Regions from separate parts of the Mus musculus genome. Here region 1 is linked to region 2. A link is a contact called in public promoter capture Hi-C data. All regions are on one chromosome and are shown on one strand. The core of a region is the stretch at or near the end of the contact, and the rest is flanking DNA. Distances in the headings are between cores, read along the strand shown. Region 1 overlaps Pcbp3 (poly(rC) binding protein 3). Region 2 has its middle 7.1 kb from the start of Col6a1.

Region 1 (2,700 bases), core at 121-2,620, 66 kb before region 2:
GGTCGGGCAGAAAGCGGGCCACCAGGGATCTGCTCTGTGCTTCCCCGTAGGCAACACAATCTCAAACCCACAAAGCTATTGCATGTGCAGTCCAAATGACACTTTCCTTAGAGCTACTCAAGACTGGTTGACCTAACACATATACCTTAATACCCCAGTGCCTGACTGCTATAGGTGGGTGCTGTCCTGATAGCCAGGAGTCACACCTCCCCACCTGGCCCAGCAAGACAGAAGCTCTTAACCTGGTGCCCTGACCTCTCTCCTTCTACCCTGAGAGATCTAGCTCCTAGCTTTTGTGCACTATTTTGACTACTAGAACAACAGTTCTGGAATATCCAGCTCCCCCAGAAAGCATGTCCCCTTGCACCCAGACATCCCTTTCCATGGTGGACAGTGTCCAATCCTTCTTACTCGTAGCACGTCCCCACATGGGATTCTCTACAGATTAGCCCACAGTTCCTATGATGGCAATGCCACACAGGACCATTCTCTCCTCTTGGTTCTTGAGCCCATGCTTTGCCTCCACAGGGATCAACAGCAGCTCTAGCATTCCGAGAGTTTGGTTAAAATAGTGAGAAAAGCAGGTCAGACTTTGAAAGAGGTTATTTTTCCATGGCAGAAAGTCAGGTGGCCCTGCCCCAAGCAACAGACCGTGATGGAAGCTTCCTGGAGCTGTCCTGTGGGCTGGGACAGGCTGGGGCCAGTGATCCAGGTGATCATATACCCCACAGTCATTGACATCCAAATGCAGAATGGTGGAGGCCATGCCAGGGGCTTCTCCAAGTGTCCTACCTCATAAACCAATGTGGCAGTGCTGTGTTCTTAGGCAGGGGCATTACTTCCTGTCCATCTGTGGCAGGGTCTCCTTGAGGCCTTAAGTGCAGGGGTGACTCTCTCTCCTTGTTTATCTAGAAAGCATCTGACTGTCTGCCTTGCTCCTAGGCAGTTGGCTAATTGAGCTCAGCTCCATTTCTGATCCCCCTGGTCAGCTAGGCATAGAGAAGCTGGACAACCCAACAGACACATGTTCTGGCTGAGAGCCTCAGCTCTCCCTGGGGCAGGGGACGACTCGGTCGGTGCCCTGGTGCACACAGGCCCTGGTACCACCCCACACTGTAAACGCTTTACTTCTCCCTCACGCCAGCCCCAGAGTGCCTTGTGACATCATCTCTCTGTGATTTTTTTCCCTACAGGAAGTTGGAAGCATCATCGGGAAGGTAATTATTGAGTGACTTGTGTCTTTCTTGGTTCTCTAGAAGCTGACAGACAGAGACAGCAGTAGCCCCTGGTGCTGACTAGCCCCAGCAGTTACACAGGCCCTCACTGGCACTATCCTAGAGGAAGTCAGAGTCCCAGGAAGCTCTGCCCTGGCAGCTCTGTCTATGCCCCTCCCTTCCTGAACCTACTGTACTGTGAGTCTTGCCGTTGGCTCTGGGTGCATCTCACACACACACACACACACACACACACACACACACACACACACACACACACACACACACGTACGTGTTCTTCCTCGGCCCTGGCAGGGCCCCCGCTGGGCACTTTGAAGCTTCCTGTTCCCACTTCGGTGCCTGGTACCTCTGGGTTTCAGACATAGGAAGCATTACTGTCCTCCTCTCAATACAACGAAAGCGAAAGCTGCTTCCCAGAGTAGGGGAGTGCAGGGGGATCAAAAGCTCACTGCCGTGTGAAAGAGGAGAGACTGCCCTCCTGGATGCTGTCTGTATTTTGGTTATCTCGTAACCCTAGCTCCTGCCAGGCATCACACCTGCTACTGGATCTGTAGCGCTGTCATAACAACGGGCCTGAGTCTGATCAAAGCTCACCCACGTGACCAGCTCCACCTCTGGGTGACTGTACCTCCCTTCCCATGCCTCGGCTTATTCATCTGTGGTGCCCCTGGATTGTGGGCCCCAGTGAGTAAAGAGACCAGCTAACTCACGGGGGCTGGCAAGGACAGGGAGCAGACCAGAGGTAGGCAGCCCCCGCACCCCCCACTAGCAGCCAGGGCTAGGCTGTGTCAGGCGCAGGGACCCTCTGTGCCCCTGGCAGTGACAGACTTCCTTATGTGTCTCCATTCCAGAAAGGAGAAACAGTAAAGAAGATGCGTGAAGAGGTGAGTGTGCTCTGCCCTAAATGTTATCCCCTCCCCAGGTCAGGTTGGCCAGCCCTAGGGGGTGGAGAATGGTACTGCTGTGGCTCTCATGGACCTGCCCTTGTATCAGGGATGCTAGGCAACGAGGGGCAATCCTCTCTGACATGCTACACAAACAGCATCCAGCTTGTTGAGGCCATAAGCTCTCCTAGGGACCACTGGACCTCATACTAATTAAAATTCTAGCCAGGTGGTGGTAAGGAATTGCAGCACTCGGGAGGCAGAGGCAGGCGGATCTCTTGAGTTTGAAGCTAGCCTGGTCTACAGAGTGAGTTCTGGGAGAGCCAGGGCTACACAGAGAAAACCTGTGTTATAACAACAAAAACCTACTCTGGGAATGCATGATGATACATGCTTGTAACCCCAGCACCAGGGAAACAGAGACAGGGGCCGAAGAACAGAAGTTCGAGGCTGTTCTCCATTACACAGGGAGTTTAAGGCCAGCTTGGTTGCATGAGACCCTGTCTTAAAAGACAAAAACAAAACCTTAGGATTTCCAATTTGATGAGGATTCCTGGCAAGGATTTCACTGTTTAGAATGA
Region 2 (2,700 bases), core at 123-2,622:
TTGGCTGTCCTGGAACTCACTCTGTATACCAGGCTGGCCTCGAACTCAGAAATCCACCTGTCTCTGCCTCCCAAGTGCTGGGATTATAGGTGTGTGCCACCACTGCCCGGCTTCTTAACAATAGCAGTAATGAAATAATTTTATAGTCGGGGGTCAGCACGACATGGAGAGCTATATTAAATCATCACAGCATTAGGAAGGCTAAGAATCACTATTCTAGCACATCTGGACAGAGTCTACATGGGACCTGTTGATGGTGGCCTCCTGATAAGGAATTGAGACTGTCTTACTCCGACACTGCCATTAATAGCCCATCATAAACTCTCACTAACCAATACTAAGAGGGGTATCTCCTGAAGATGTGGCAACACAATGTTGGCTTGTTTCTCTGGCCTTAGGTCACAGAACTGGTAGATGACAGAGCAGGAACCAGCCCAGATCTGAATGTCCCTGGTTCTTATGTCCCCAGCCTAGAGCACAGAGGCTAGAAAAGACCCCTGACCACCTCTTGCATGCAGCCTGTCTTGCTGCCCTGGCTGATCTTGGGTCCCTCGGTCTCCTCGACATCTTCAGAGAGTACCAAGGATGAGGGGCTTCCATGGTTGGGGGATGAGGCCAGGCAGGGTGAGAGGACAAGGCTGCCAGCCAGGCCACCCTGAAGCAGCAGGCTGGAGAGTCTCCAAGCCCCAGTGTGGCTGAGAAGAGACCAAGGGTCTTAGCAACCCCTTGCATATATTGCTGTTCCGCTGTGACAATCCTTGGCTACCTGAGGTGAAGAGTGAACTGGGCCTGGAGTCCCCTGCTTGGCTCCCTGCAGAGAGCAGGGAGTGTCCTGTTCTCTCCTGCGCACAGCAGGGTGGGGTGAGGAAGTCTTCTCTGACTAGGCTTGTCTTCGCTAGAACTCAGGCGGTCAGGCTATAGCAGTTTTCCACGAAGAGTCTTGGCAGCAGCTGGGAAATATCAATCACAGTTCAGCGCGAGGCTTATACAGTGGAACCCACACTCCAAGTGCCAGGGGCTCTGCAGAGACAGGACGCATGCCTGGTGCGGCTCCCCAGCTCCCCAGCGCCACCTCTGGCTGAGAAAGGCAGCAATTTTGCATGTTGATCAGCAGTCTGATCCCCAGAATATCACTTACAGACTCTGGTTGGGGGTGGGAGGGGCAGGATCTGCTTTTGTGGCTGTTGGGGGATAAAGACAAGGAGGGCATACCCCAGACCTGGTGGTCTCCAACACGGTCCTGGGCTCGTAGTAGATCTCATTTTGAAACCCTATTAGCCCCTCAAAACGTCTGGGGTAATGCTTAGCCCAGCCCTCCACACCGCAGCTCCAGCATCTTCCCAGGGTTAGCAGGACAGGAAGTGACTCTTGTTCACAGGAATGCTTGGCTGTCATCTCCAGGCCCTTGAGGGTGGGCTTCGGGGACCCAGGTGGTGCGGCACCACTGTGGCTATCCTTTCCCGGGAAGCCCCCTCCCTTGAGTTCCGCCTAAGCCTGCAGCTGGCCTCTGGTAAGGAGCCAGGCTGCTCCTCCAGAGGCCCAAGCTCTGCTGGAGAAATACCTCTGCCAGATGTTGCTCTCTCTCTCTCTCTACAGGCAGGAGGCCAGTATGAGGTAATAGGAAAGTTTAACCCGTCCAGAACCAGAGCCCCCAGTCACTGTGTTCACAGCCAGCCATGCTAGCTGGCAATTCGATGGAGAGGGTCCCTTGAGAAAGGATAAGAGCCCAAGGACCCTTGTGTAAAGTGTTCCTGGGGCGCTGCAGCCCTCAGCAGGCTCAGTGGATAACTCTGTGCTCAGCATGGGCCTGCTATTCATGGTACTCAATCCCTGCTTTGCATGTAGCCATTTCTCAACTATCCCCAGGGTCAAGGGTACCCACTTTTCAGAGCCCTTTACCTCCCCAAGGTCAGGTTCACAGCTCCCGGAGAGAAGGGAGTCATTGTGCACTTGTGTGTGTATGGGGCGGGGGGAGCTGTTAGAAACTTAGCTGATGGAACCAAAAGGTTGCAAGGGATCTTGGGGCGGAAAAGGAGATATGACTCGTTCTGCCCACTGGCTTCTCGTCTAGAGACCACCAGCAGCAAGCACAGAATGATTATGGCACTCTCTGGTGACCTGTGCAGCTGCCCCAGCTATCTGTGCATCCCTTGGGTCCCTCTACCTCCATAGAAAGGACCAGCGTGCAGAGGCTCTATATAGATTGGGCGGTGAGGACCGGGGTTTAGGGGTGTATGTAAGAGAAGCAGATTAGAGCAGAAACCTCTGCCTACAGCTCCAAAGATGCCCGTTCTCCAAATGCTTTTGTCTGTGCTTAAGCCGTGGCTCCAGCTGGCGTAGAGTGTCCTGCTAAAGTGTCTGTCTGCTTCCTGCTTCTGCCCCTGGGGAAGCTTCTGCTTGTCCTCGGGAGTCAGGGTCACGCTCCCAGGACGAGGCTTTGGCAGTGAGACTCGAGACAAGATTTCCACGGGGATCCGTGGGGACACCCATGTGTTGCAGCCTGCGGCGTGGGTCAGCTGCTTTTCTGGGGGGAAATCGCCCCTTCCTCCGGAGAAGAGGAAAGAGTTAGAGCTATGTGAATTTTCTGGCTCCACTGCTAGCTAGGGTTCTCAGAATATCCAGCCTCAGATTTGTGGGTGTTGGGCCAACTCCAAACAGCCTTGGAGCCCCTCAGGCCAAGTTGCCAGCGTCTGTGTCATG

Evidence for each region. Capture Hi-C pulls out chosen DNA fragments and counts their contacts.
Region 1: a promoter capture Hi-C map of adipose tissue shows a contact between it and region 2. The contact joins two enhancer-like sites. A contact is called at or near these places in 1 of 15 datasets of contacts at CTCF or cohesin (the NIH/3T3 cell line), 1 of 115 datasets of contacts at active chromatin or transcription factors (embryonic stem cells) and 1 of 9 other capture datasets (adipose tissue).

Annotation. Positions count from the first base shown.
Region 1 is chr10:76,798,046-76,800,745 of GRCm38.p6, reverse strand. It overlaps Pcbp3 (poly(rC) binding protein 3), which reads left to right. Exons shown (of 16, transcript NM_021568.2): 5 at 1,194-1,217; 6 at 2,087-2,119. Among named protein-coding and RNA genes, the nearest start is that of Col6a1, 73 kb to the right of the region's middle. Within about 2 kb of position 1,370, at least 52 of the 459 cell types and tissues checked have an H3K27ac peak or open chromatin away from gene starts, as enhancers often do. A contact at or near this core is called in adipose tissue, where this site is marked.
Region 2 is chr10:76,731,798-76,734,497 of GRCm38.p6, reverse strand. No RefSeq gene overlaps it. Among named protein-coding and RNA genes, the nearest start is that of Col6a1, 7.1 kb to the right of the region's middle. Within about 2 kb of position 1,372, at least 160 of the 459 cell types and tissues checked have an H3K27ac peak or open chromatin away from gene starts, as enhancers often do. A contact at or near this core is called in adipose tissue, where this site is marked.